Regions from separate parts of the Hordeum vulgare genome. Here region 2 is linked to region 1. The links are chromatin contacts, called in public Hi-C maps. All regions are on one chromosome and are shown on one strand. Each heading gives the region's core, a stretch centred on a gene start, on an enhancer-like site or on the middle of the called end of the contact. The rest is flanking DNA. Distances are from core to core; before and after follow the strand shown.

Region 1 (6,678 bases), core at 2,615-5,114:
GGGGCCCTTCTTCCCCCAATGGTCCCCACCTCTTGAGCTTTTGTTTTCCCCCCATTATCGACCTTCTTCGAGCTTGCTAACTCTCAGTCCCTTCGATGATTCTTGCTAGTTATTGAGGGAAAAGAGAGATGAGATCTAGATCCATGTTTCCACCAGTCAGTTTCTCCTCTATGTGAGGGGAACACCTTGGATCCAGATCTTGGAGTTATTTGTGAGCTCTTTGTTCTTCCTGTGATATTCCTCCGTAGCTTTTGTTGTGGTGGTGGGATTTGAGTGTGAGGTACTTGACCACTTCATGTGTTCTTTCCATTGCATTAGTTGCATCGGTTTGAGTTCTCCACGGTGATACGTGGAAGTGAAGTTTGAGAAGCTTATTACTCTTGGGTGTTTGGGCACCCTAGAGCTTGTGCCTCTTGGGTGCTTTGGCGCCCAAGACGGTTGATCATGCCTTGGAGCTTAATCATTATGATGTAAAGATCTCGGCAAGCGTCGGGGTCTTGAATTAGGTTGTGGAGATTGCCCTTAGCAATTGAGTTCACCTCGGAGCCATAAGCCATTGTGGTGAAACTTCATGGTGTTGTTGGGAGCCTCCAATTAAGTTGTGGAGATTGTGCCAACCTTGTTTGTACGGGTTCAGTGACAACACTGAAGGGTCCCTTAGTGGAATCATGACATCTTGCATTATGCGAGGGCGTGAGGAGATTGCGGTGGCCCTAATGGCTTCTTAGGGACCATTGTGCCTCCACACCGCTCCAAACGGATATTAGAATCTGCAAGGGTGAGAAATTCTGGATACATCGTCGTCTCCGCGTGCCTCGGTTATCTCTTACCCGAGCCCTTTACTTATGCACTTAATTTTGTCATAGCCATATTGTTTGTTGTTATATATCTGGCTATCACTTAGTTGTTTATCTTGCTTAGCATAAGTTGTTTGTGCACATAGACGAGTCTAGTTGTTTTAGGTTTTGTTCCTGACTAATTAAACGTTAGTTTTATTCTGTATTTGTTCAAGCCTAAACTGTAATTATTTTAAAGCGCATATTCATCCCCCTCTAGGCGACATCCACGTCCTTTCAGCCGCTCTTCGCTCAAAAGTAAATTTGCAATTAAACTTGGACGCTCATTGGTTGATCTCCGTGACAATACTCTCATAGGTACTGCTAGTGTCTTCATCCATATCCGTGATAACTGCTTCGAGTCCGATGCAACAACAACATTTTGGAGTACCAAATCTTCAGCAAGCGCCATGACCTATCGACATGCAATTGCTTAAAACGTGGTAGCATAAGAGATTCCACGAACAACTCGGGTCAAATTGCCCATGAATAGATCTTCTTCTTCCTCGCACACTGCTGTTACCGAGCTACCCTAGTGAGATCGCGCTGCACTTGCGTTCAAATGGATCATAGCATATTCTGACGGTGGCTTTCGGTCATGTAGTTGCGTTTCTTGGTGTAACATGAGTCATGGTTCATCTCAGCAAGAGTATCTCAAGATCATATATAAATCAATTTATAAACAAATGCGTCGCGGGAGGTGTGTGGTAGATCTCCTCATGGATCACCTTTCTCCTTGGCCACTAAATTGCCCACGGTTTCATTGATAGCGTGACAAAAGAGTAGTGTATCGATCAGTGAGAACACATATTGCTTCGCGTTCGGTTTTGTTGTTTCGCTTAGGTGTTCTGTCTGTTCATCATCCACAACTACCAATACACACCTTGCCATTGTACACCCGAGAACAGAATGTCTCCACGAATCCGCAGCTCCACATAAAGCGCATGAGCTCCTAGAAGTAAAAAAAACCTTGTACAATGCCTAATTGGGCTGGCTTGTCTCCCTTGGTCACACTTGCGTGCAATTGGGCCACTATTATTTGTCGTAGTAAGCGACAAATTGTATTTTCCCATGAAGCCTCATCCACCATGAACAAAGGGTTCAACATACTAGACTATACAAAGTGGGCCGAGATGGCCTAGAAAACTACAACAACACTAAGAGTCTAGTTGTTTTCAAAAAAGGAAAACAACAAAAAGTCTCGAGAGCATGCGACCTTACGTCTTGTTTAACGCAAGAGGCCGGGAAGCCCCGCATGAAGATAGCGCGAGATGGGCCAGCCCAAGCCCCCCGGGAGGTCAAAACTCATTTTTTCACATTTTTGTTTTCATTTTTTACCATTGTTTACACTTTCAAATATTCTAAACAAATATATTACAAAAAATATAGTACATACAATATTTGAAATAAATGTTAACGAAGTGTTTGAAAAATGTTAAATGTATATAAATAAAAAGTTTCTCATGTATACGATAAATATACAATATACGTGAAAAGAATCAATCATGTATTTGAAAAATGTAAACCGAGAATTTGGAGAATATTAAATGTGTACAAAAAATGTTAATCGTGTATTATAAATATGTTAAACAAGTAATTGAAATCAACGTTAATAAACATTCGGAAAGTGTTAAATTTTTATAAAATAAATGTTGACTATGTATTACCAAACAATTCATATTGTATTTAAAAAGTATTAATCAAGTATTTGAAAAGGTTACATGCGTACATAAAAACATTGACCATTTATTAAAAATGTTAATCTTTTATTTGAAAGACGTTAATCATGCTTTCATTTTTTGAATGTATATAGAAACTATGCCGCCCATATATTTAAATAATGTTAAACATATATTTAAAAAAAGATAAAAATGTATTAGAAAAATGATTTAGATATATACGCAAAATGTACAATGTGCACGGGATTATATGGACATCAAAATATATAAGTTTTCAAAAATATAGATAATGTATTTTAAAATATTAAATGTGTATATAAAAAATATTTTTGTTGTTGGCGAAAAATGTTGAATGTGTATTCAAAGCAAAACTAACAAGTGTTAGACCAAAAGCGATGAACCTTGAAAAAAGTTAAGAAAAATAAATATAAGAAAACAAGGTATAAATAAAAGGAACTGCAGAAATCCTAAGAAATAAAAGAAATAAATAACCCAGTGAAACCCTAGAAAAATAAATAAAGAAAACAGAAGAAAAAGAAAGGTAAAAATAAATAACGTAAAAAACAAATGAAAATAGAGAAAGAAACGAAAGAAAACAGGTGAAAAGAATTGAAACCAAAGATAATCGACATAAGAAGAAAAAACCTGATAAAATATATCCCTGTTCTATACAAAAAGAGATAGAAAAACCCAATTAATCAAAAAAATAAAAAACCAGAAAGAAACCAATGAAAACCAATGAAAACCAATACAGAAGAAAGAAAATCAAGAAATAAACAAACAAAAACTAAGAAAACCAATGAAAGCCAAGAAAGAAACAACGAGCATGGAAGAAAAATAAAAAATACTCCCCCCGTTCTTAAATACAAGTCTTTTAAGAGATTTCACTAGGAGTTTTCATACGGAACAAAATAAGTGAATCTATACTCTAAAGTATGTCCATATACATCCGTATGTAGTGTGCTAGTGTAATCTCTAGAAAGACTTATATTTAGTAACGGAGGGAGTAGAAAGCAAATAAAAAGAACCATTGAAAACAGAGAAAGAAACAAGAACTGAAGAAAGAACGAAAAAGAAAAAGGAAAAAGAAAAGTAAAACCGAGAAATAAAAAAAAACAGGTGAAAAACTAAGAAAAAACTCAAATACCAAAAAATCAGCGAAGAACTAGAAACCGTAAAAAACGAAAAAGAGGAGATCGAAGTGAACAACGAAACAATGGTGGGCGAGCGAGGAATGCACGTATATTCAGTACAGTAGTTTGCAGAAAATTCTTTAGGCGAAACTTGATTCCATCTGGAGTTGAGCGAGATATAGCTCTCAAGCTCGTGAATTCCTGCACGGCGTTTCGGGCCCTAGTTTGCCCCTACAGTGCTTGAAGCCGCGTGCATGGGCTGGCTGGTCTAGCGCTAGGGTTGTTCTTGCCTGTTATTTTGGTTGACCATTGACATTTAAAAAGAAGAATCTACAAAAAATTAAAAGTTTTGATATTTTTCAAAGGTTATTCAAAATTTCGTAAATTTATAAAATACCAAAAAATTGAAACAAATCCACATTTTTTACAAATATCACGAATCTGAAAATGTTCATAAGATTTGAAAAAAGACCGTATATTAGGAAAAACTTCGTGAAATTGAAAAGAAGTTGGCATATTTTAAAATGTTCAGATGTTTGAAAATAGTCCACGAATTTGATTTTCTGTCATGAATTTGGCAAAAAATGATGAATTTTAAGAATAAGTTTGAGGAAAATCAGAAATTAAAAATAAAAAGTAAACTGAGCTAACGAAACATAGACCGGGTAAAATAAAACCAAAAATAAACTTGCACATAAACCAAAGGAACCTTCTTAAAAGTTTCCAAAATCAATACTGTGAGACACACGTTTCGGACCGTCCCATTTAATTACTGCATAAGAATGACTTAGGCGCAACAAGCGCTGAATATGTTGTGCAAGTCCAGGGCCCTCTATCTTCGCCCCGTCATACACGCGCAAGCCAAGTGGGAGCATCTACATCAATGATAGGCCAATCTGAGTTTCTATACATCTATGGACGCGTTCAGACACGCCTTCATACAGTGATGAGGCGGGCCTCAATTTTTTTCATTTACAACTGTAAACCCTATATTTAAAACAATACATGCAAAGACACGTAATCATTTTGGATGTTTTAGTCGATGTTGGGCCGGCGGGGTTGTGTAAACACCATAAAATTGTTCATAAATTTTTTCCAGTATGAAAACATGCGTGTTGGGCCGGCCTGGTTGAGGGCTTTTAGTCCCACCTCGTCGGAGGAGGAGGGCCACGACAGACTTAAATAACCACGCGTGCAAAAGCATTAAGTTACTCTTTCTTAATAGGGGCTATCAATGCTCACTTTATGAAGGAGCTCATATCCTTCCAAGGCGAGCATCGATGGCAACTATAAACCGTGAGAAAGTTTTTAAGTATGAGAACTTACTTTTTCAATCATTCTCATCAAGCTTATAGAAAAAATCATGAAAAGCTAGTTGGACAATGTGTTCAATACATAGAAGGCATGACGTAGTCCGGCGCAAATGAATCGGATAAGTTTGAAGGAATTTGATGCAATTTATTATAGGGTAGGTCTGTCAGATTCAACATGACAGACGTGCTCACATACCTCATATTCACTTTATATATGAGGTAAATATGAGGAGTGTTAATTAGTCCGAACGTTCGAATTGGATCTAAAGCACCTATATATATTGACATTTTTTAAACGGCCAGCGACCGATCCATTCCTCCGAATATTTGAGTAGGGTTTGAGACGAAGGTTGTAGATGTGTCGATGAACTTTTTCAGGACTCTATACATGACAAGAGTGAGTGCACAAAATTGGCTGCAACCCAGCGAGGAACCATTCTGGAGGTGTTTGGTTCATCAAAGGTAACGCGAACGTAAATGGAATGAGGTCACACCGGTACTGTAAATGAAATGGAGAAAAATGGAACTTTGTTTGCCTGCGAACTGTAACCGTAATCATTCCCATCAGCTATATTGTCGTCTTCGACGCCGTCGACCCAGGAACCATCCTTTTCCTTAGCCCCGGCATCCCCACCATCGAGCGCTGCCTCCACCGATGATGGTTACGAGAACGCATGCTCGAGCAGCTTGGAGACCTGCTGGTGAAGCACGTAGTCATAGTTGGAGACCTCTAATGGCGCGACTGCCTGCGCCGCCGCCCCGCTGCTCCTCTCATGACGTCTCCGCGAGCCTGCACATCAAGCAGAGTTGATCGAGGTACGGTGTGAGACCAGCGCCGCCGCGAGCCTCGATGTACAACATTGGGGGCGGAATCGCGGAGGGGACCGAGCCACTGAGAGCGGATGGATCGATCTCGATGAAACCGTAGCTAGACGAGGACGAAGCTGCAATGGGGAATGGTATCTGTTTTCGGTGAGGGGTCGGCGGAAATCAACGGAGACTTGCATTGTAATCTGTTTACGTGGTAGTACTTGTTTACGGGCGGGCCAAACAAACATGATTAACAGTATCAGTTTGCGGCGTAATCGGATAACGGGGAAAATTTGTGGAACCAAATACATCCAGAGTGGAAAGCAACATAAACAGCTCGCGGTGACACCGTTAATGGAACAAGTCAATGCAGCGTGAGCGCGTCGTCTGATCATCAAATTGACAAGCTACGACGTGCGTACGTCCCACTCCCATGGCTTGCCAGTACCTCGTTGCACCTGTACCATACGACGTCTTCTACTAGCTATTGTACTACTACACGCCAACGCTGTCATGTGCGGTTCACGCGAGATATTATCAGTGCCGAGGCGCCAATAAGTTCCGCGTCATCTGTGACGAACAGGCCAAGCGTGGGACTAACCAGAACCGTGTCGCTTTCCCGGACACGACACGAGCACTGAGCACATACCCAGAGAGACGATCGACCAGCCGCTTCGATGTGACCATAAGCTGGCGGCTCAGCCAGCAGGCAGGTCATCGGCTGCCTCCGTGGCGCCGTCTTCGATCTTCAGTTCTTCACCCCGCCTCGCCAGCTTGCACGTACTCACCGGATGCTTCCACGCAACGAACTGGTACGTAAGAGCAACTTCAACAGGTTCGTCCGCACGTGTCCTTTTGGATAGTCGTTCGCGCCGATTCATTTTAAACTTAAATTTAAGATTAAAAT
Region 2 (6,678 bases), core at 2,424-4,923, 62 kb after region 1:
TATTTGTTTTGTTGGTATTTTCTCCTTTTTGATTGATAGGACCACCATACTATTAAGAGGGCTATAGTGTTTGAAGCTTATGGCACTCTAATGTTAAGCGAAAACCCTAAGTTAGACGAGAGAAATCTCCTTGTGCTCCAAAAAAATACTTGCCAGCAAGACACAATGTTCTTCCTTGCTGTGAGAGATTTTTTTCAGACCGAGCAGCTAGCATTTCTTGCTCCGCAAGTAAGCTTACTGTTGTGCTAAAAATCCGACATTGAATACATGTCAGTTGGTCATTGGTTGAGTGGTCAGGTAATGGTATTTTCCCACTTGAAAGACCACGGCTATAAATAGCCCACTCCATCAACATTGTCTGTTGGATGCTCCCTGTGATTTCCAGTAAGTGAGACCATCTCCCCTGAGTGATTTGTTTTTAAAATTCACCGATAGAAAACCCGGAGACAAAAATAATAGATAGTTGTTTAGCATCACTCGAATCTAAGTCCACTATGCTTCATCTATTGCTCCACCTAGTATTCTTTAGAGCTGCGAACTCTCTAGACAGTTAGGTGTCAAGTTCTTCAGTGCTCAAGAGTAAATGTGGTTCACCGAGAAGAAGTGTCCCTACCCAATATCAGCCAGATCTAACTCCTACAACGGGCACCTGGCCTCACCCGCCACTCGTTTAAGGCCACCTATAAGCCTTTTTTTCTAGTAGTGTGAAGGTCGACTTGCCGGCAACCTCGTGCGCGGGGCATGATTCACCTATATCATCTGAGCAACTAGATGTGCCTATATCCATCTTGTATGTGGTATCTGAGGTCAACAATGTTTGTGGAGACTAATATGTTGGCAAAGGTGGTTGCGGATGAGGAGGGTGTTGCCCTTGGCGGTGATGCCACACACTCGCTTGAGTTTATGAGGAAGATGGATCACATGTGTAATGATGTCGTTGTGGCCGGAGTACTAGAGCCTAACCTCGGGGACTTGTTCGCCATCAAACTTGTCGAATACCTATCTAACTTGGATGTCAAATTCAGAAAAAATAAAAATGATAGGACGCCTCTTGAGGCAGAATGCACCAAGAGACAAGTGCAAGAAGGGTGACGCTCTCCCTTAATCCGATGTCCGCAAGAAGAAATCTAGCAACTACAATGACAAGAAGGGTGGCAACAATTGAAAGGTGCAAGTGCTTCTATGATATAGTTGTCTAGGTGGCAAACATGGGTTCGGATGTGTCTTTTGTCTGTGTCGTTAGATTCTTCCAAAGTCGTAGTGAGCCGCTGGGTTTTTATTGATGATTTTGTGTTGGGTGATTTTGCTGGGTCTGCATGTGGCTTCGTAATTTAAGAGTAGTTGATATGAGTGGGTAAATTTGTGCCGGTTTTAATCGCATGGCAGAACCTTACGGCCGTGCAGCGCGTCACGTAGTCAGATCGCTCGCGAAGCTTACTCTTGGCACGACTATGATCGATCTACCCCACCTGTGCATGCACGGCGCCGCACGTCCATATCTCGTTAAACTTCTCAGGTTTGTAATGTTGACAACCCATCCTTGTTGCACTATATGTCTTTCAAGAATCTGTCTTGTAGGTGGAAGTATTATCAGAAGATACAGATGCTTACACTGTACTATTATTGGAATTCATTCATCTTTGAAGATTCATTATACTCAAAGATACGACAACTTTATTCTAACACATGCACGAAAATTCATTCATCTATCTATGCATACATTTAGGGGGAGCCCATTTTATCTTCAAAATAGAGTAAAATTGTTTCACTTTTGATTGATACCTCTCACTTATCTATCCTTACTTTGATGATTATCCGTTTTGTCAATAATCGTCCAAAAATGTGGAGATTGTTGGTGCAATAATTTTCTTCCTTATGTTTTGGAGATTGTTGTCATAAATACCGTGGGACTAATGTGTTTGCTAGTGCACATAGAGTGTTAAAGTCCCTGAAGTCATTCATAGTTTGGAACAAACTCCAAAGATAATCTCTTGTGTGACAGGCAAGATTATCACCAAATATTATGCATGTGAGATGTCACCCCCCCAAAGTTGACAGCGTTAAGCAATTGGTTCGATGCGTGTCTGAAGAAGTTGACTATATCTGAGAAGTTTAATGACAAAGCAAAGACGTAGTATTTGTTTCGTTGGTATTTTTATCTTTTTTGATTCATAGGACCACCGTACTATTAAGAGGGGCAGAGTGTCTGAAGCTTATGGCACTCTAATGTTAAGTCAAAACCCTAAGTTAGGCGAGAGAAATCTCCTTGTGCTCCGAACAAATACTTGCCAGCAAGACACAATGTTCTTCCTTGTTGTGAGAGATTTTTTTCAGACCGAGCAACTAGCATTTCTTGCTCCACAAGTAAGGTTACCGTTGTGCTAAAAATCTAACCTTGAATACATGTTAGTTGGTCATTGGTTGAGTGGTCAGGTAATGGTATTTTCCCACTTGAAAGACCATGGCTATATATAGCCCACTCCATCAACATTGTCTGTTGGATACTCCTTGTGATTTCCAGTAACTGAGCATCATTTGCCCTCAGTGATTTGAGTTTAAAATTCATCGAGAGAAAACCCAAGAGACAAAAATAATAGATAGTTGTTTAGCATCACTGAAATCTAAGTCCAGTATGCTCCATCTAATGCTTCACCTAGTACACTTTAGAGCTGCAAACTCTCTAGACAGTTAGGTGTCAAGTTCTTTAGTGCTCAAGAGTAAATGTGGTTCACCAAAAAGAAGTCTCCCTACCCAATATCTGCCAGATCTAACTCCTACAACGGGTACCTGACGTCGCCCATCACTCGTTTAAGGCCACCTATAAGCCTTTTTTTCTACTAGTGTGAAGGTCCACTTGCTGGCAACCTCGTGCGCGGGGTATGATTCACCTATATCATTTGAGCAACTAGATGTGCCTATATCCATCGTGTATGTGGTATCTGAGGTCAACGATGTTTGCGGCGACTAATATGTTGGCAAAGGTGGTTGCGGATGAGGAGGGTGTTGCTCTTGGCGGTGATGCCACACACTCGCTTGAGTCTATCAGGAAGATGGATACATGTGTAATGATGTCGTTGTGGCCGGAGTACTAGAGCCTAACCTTGAAGACTTGTTCGCCATCAAACTTGTTGAATACCTATCTAACTTGGATGTCAAATTCGAAAAAGATAAAAATAACGGGACGCCTCTTGAGGCACAATGCACCGAGAGACAAATGCAAGAAGGGTGTCGCTCTCCCTTAATCCGATGTCCGTAAGAAGAAATCTAGCAACTACAATGACAAGAAGGGTGGCAACAATTGAAAGGTGCAAGTGCTTCTATGATACAGTTGTCTAGGCGGCAAACATGGATTCGGATGTGTCTTTTGTCTCTGTCGTTAGATTCTTCCAAAGTCGTAGTGAGCCGTTGGGTTTTTATTGATGATTTTGTGTTGGGTGTTTTTGCTGGGTCTTCACGTGACTTCATAATTTAAGAGTAGTTCTGAGTGGGTAAATTTGTGACGGTTTTAATCGCATGGCAGATCCTTACGGCCGTACAGCGCGGCACGTAGCCAGATCGCTCGCGAAGCTTTCTCTTGGCACGACTACGATCGATCTACCCCACCTGTGCATGCACGGCGCCGCACGTCCATATCTCGTCCTCAGTTCGTTGGTCATTTCATCTTCCTCTCGCCAGCGCGCCTCTCCCGGACCACCACCTGCTCGAGATCGCCAGGCGGTCGACACGTGCCTCGACAGCGACGAGGCGAATTGCCCGACGACTAGCGCAAAGTTACTCGTTATGGAATTCCCTCGCTATTCCCTGATGGCGACGCCCGCGCACATCCGCTGCCGATCCGCGCACGAGGTCGCTGTTGCGCCTTTTTATTTTTAGACCCCGGCCTTCACCACTCGTTTCGCTGCCTGGCCGTGGCGAGCGCATACAGCAGCATACACAACACAATCTACCACAAGTCATCGAGGATTCTGGACTAGCTACCTATAATAGCAGCTAGCGATACGTATATCGACACAGACATCGCAGACGGGATTAATGGATAGACGCGATCGACCTAACTCTGACTACGATATGGTTTAGGATAATCACGCCCGTAAACGAAGCCAGCCACGTACCTAGCGGCTTAATTTTGCTCATGGAATTGCTGCTAAATCCTGTCGTCATGTCCAAGGTAATCACGCCATTAGCCATTAGGCCACGGCTTGCCATAAACGTGTGTTTAGTGGGCCTTCTCTACCGCGGGGGTGTTGGGTCTCCATCGGTCGTGTTAGGATAAATATCAGCTTAATTTTGCTTGATTGTATACTTCTTTGCTTATCTGTGGCTAAACTCATGTAGAATCCAGCCCTGTGGATATGCTTAGCGCTTTATGGGTTGTAGCGTCCTCCCCGCTCATTGCTATTATTTCCGATGCCATCCAGGTCACTGGTACACGTGCGTGAATGACTCCAATAATATTGGGATCTGGTCCCCAAAAAAAAAATACCGAGACCTGGTCGTTGTGGTTTTCCTATGATAGCAAAGACTAAGTTTTTCTCTATATCCGAGGCGAAAACCCTAAGAACATACAACAAGTTTACAAATCAAATATTTAGATGATACTCCCTCTATCCCGTAATATAAGTGCGTTTTGGTACTACATTAGTGTTAAAAACACTTTTATATTATGAAACGGAGGAAGTACTACATTTGTTTCGATTTACTAGTCTCCGTCTTTTTTTTTACCTATGACTGTAGAACAATCCTTCTATGATAATTATATATATATAAATAATAACAATTACAAATGAAAAGAGTCTTAGACAATTTTAGCCTACGCCCTCTTTAGGAAAATACAACATCATACTACAAGATTATGTAAGGATCTGTCCAATCTTTGATCTTCCTTACTTTGACTGGATTAGCTCTCATCTGTGCAGTCATAAGGCTTTTCGTAAGGTAGTGGATCCACGCTTGGTGGTGGGCTGGGCATATATGAAGATCTTGTCATTTCAGACAGACCATGTAGCCCAACAAGCCATGATGACGGTATCCAAATCGATGTTTACTCGTAGTTCTGAGCATGCATTTCGTGCCTCATCAAGTAATGATATTCCTCTGTTCTTTAGTGGGGTAATGAGGTTCCAGCAGCGAAGTGTGAAGGTTTTTTTTTTAGAAAAGGAGGCCGCGCCCCGGCCTCTGCATCGAGGGATGCATACAACCATATATTAAGCAAACATAGTCTCCACAAAGTACAAAGTATAGAAAAAGAAAAAAAAAAGATACAAGGCGATCATCGCGCCGAGGCCTGAAGTGGCTAAAAGATATAGATGACTAAACACCTATCCTATTAAGATGCCGCCATCCAAACCGGTTGAAGATACCCTGTGCTACCATCTCCCAACGGACACACCCAGTAACCATAGGCTCCCTGGCTGCCACAGGAGTTAGTAACGACCATGTACGGATCAGTGCGGTAGTTCTGAAGATAACCTGCAGAAAGTGAATATCACGAAGTCTGTTAAAAACAAAATCATTTATGCTATTCCATAAAGCCCATAGAAGAGCACATGCTCCGACACGAATAGATTTGGCCAATTGAACATCAATTCCCTGTAACCACGTTCCAAATAACGAGTTCAAGTTAACAGGAGGAGGGATGTTAAAAGCAATATGAATTGAGAGCCAAACAAGTTTAGCCATAGGACAATCGAGAAAGAGGTGCTGAATACTCTCTACTCTTGGGCATAAGCTACATCTGGGCTACCTTTCCAATTCCGTTTGGCCAAATTATCCTTAGTTAAAATAACTCCCTTGTGAACAAACCACAAGAAAACTTTAATTCTAAGAGGCACTCTGACCTTCCAAATATGTTTGGAATTTGGAATAGGTACTGAATGAATAAGATCAGAATACATGGATTTAACCGTGAACAACCCATTCGGTGTTAATCTCCAGGAGATTGGATCACTCCTATCAGAGAGGTTAACCTCCATTAACCTTCTAACCAGATGCAACGAGGAAACCCATCTAGAGATCTGCGGAATTGAATATTAAGGGGTATCTCACGAAATACTGCCGCAAGTGACACTTGTCGACATTGGGCAATATGGTACAACCGCGGGTATTGAAGAGCCAAAGGCGCATCTCCTAGCCAGGACTCTTCCCAGAATCTAGTCAATTCCCCATTACTAATGATAAACCTTGATCTATGGTAAAATGAGTTTTTTACCCGCATCAGACCCTTCCAGAACAGGGAGTCTAATGGTCTCGCCGTAACCTGAGATAAAGTTTTGGAGTGAAGGTACTTATTCGTCAGAATTTGTACCCACATTCCTTCGGATTCCAGCGATAATCGAAACAACCACTTGCTGAGAAGACATCTATTTTTGGTCTCCAAATTTTCAATTCCTAAACCTCCTTGATCTTTAGGGCGGCAAATAATATCCCATTTAGCCAGCCTATACTTAGTTTTAACCTCATCACTTTGCCAGAAGAAGCGAGATCGGTAGAAATCCAATCTTTTTCGTACCCCCACAGGTATCTCAAAAAACGATAGGAGGAACATAGGCATACTTGTTAATACTGAATTGACCAGCACTAACCTACCTCCGTAAGAAAGAAGCTTGCCTTTCCAACTGCTAAGTTTCTTTTCAAACCGTTCCTCAATGCATTTCCACTCAGCATTTGTAAGTTTATGAT

What was found. Hi-C and Micro-C count contacts between places; a contact is called where the count stands out from the background.
Region 2: a contact with region 1 is called in a Hi-C map of seedling, with 4 times the contacts expected there. The contact joins two enhancer-like sites. A contact is called at or near these places in 2 of 6 Hi-C or Micro-C datasets (leaf and seedling).

The regions. Positions count from the first base shown.
Region 1 is chr4H:403,148,412-403,155,089 of MorexV3_pseudomolecules_assembly, forward strand. No RefSeq gene overlaps it. Among protein-coding and RNA genes, the nearest start is that of LOC123450565, 120 kb to the right of the region's middle. Within about 2 kb of position 3,865, at least 2 of the 3 cell types and tissues checked have open chromatin away from gene starts, as enhancers often do. A contact at or near this core is called in seedling, where this site is marked.
Region 2 is chr4H:403,210,413-403,217,090 of MorexV3_pseudomolecules_assembly, forward strand. No RefSeq gene overlaps it. Among protein-coding and RNA genes, the nearest start is that of LOC123450565, 56 kb to the right of the region's middle. Within about 2 kb of position 3,674, at least 3 of the 3 cell types and tissues checked have open chromatin away from gene starts, as enhancers often do. A contact at or near this core is called in seedling, where this site is marked.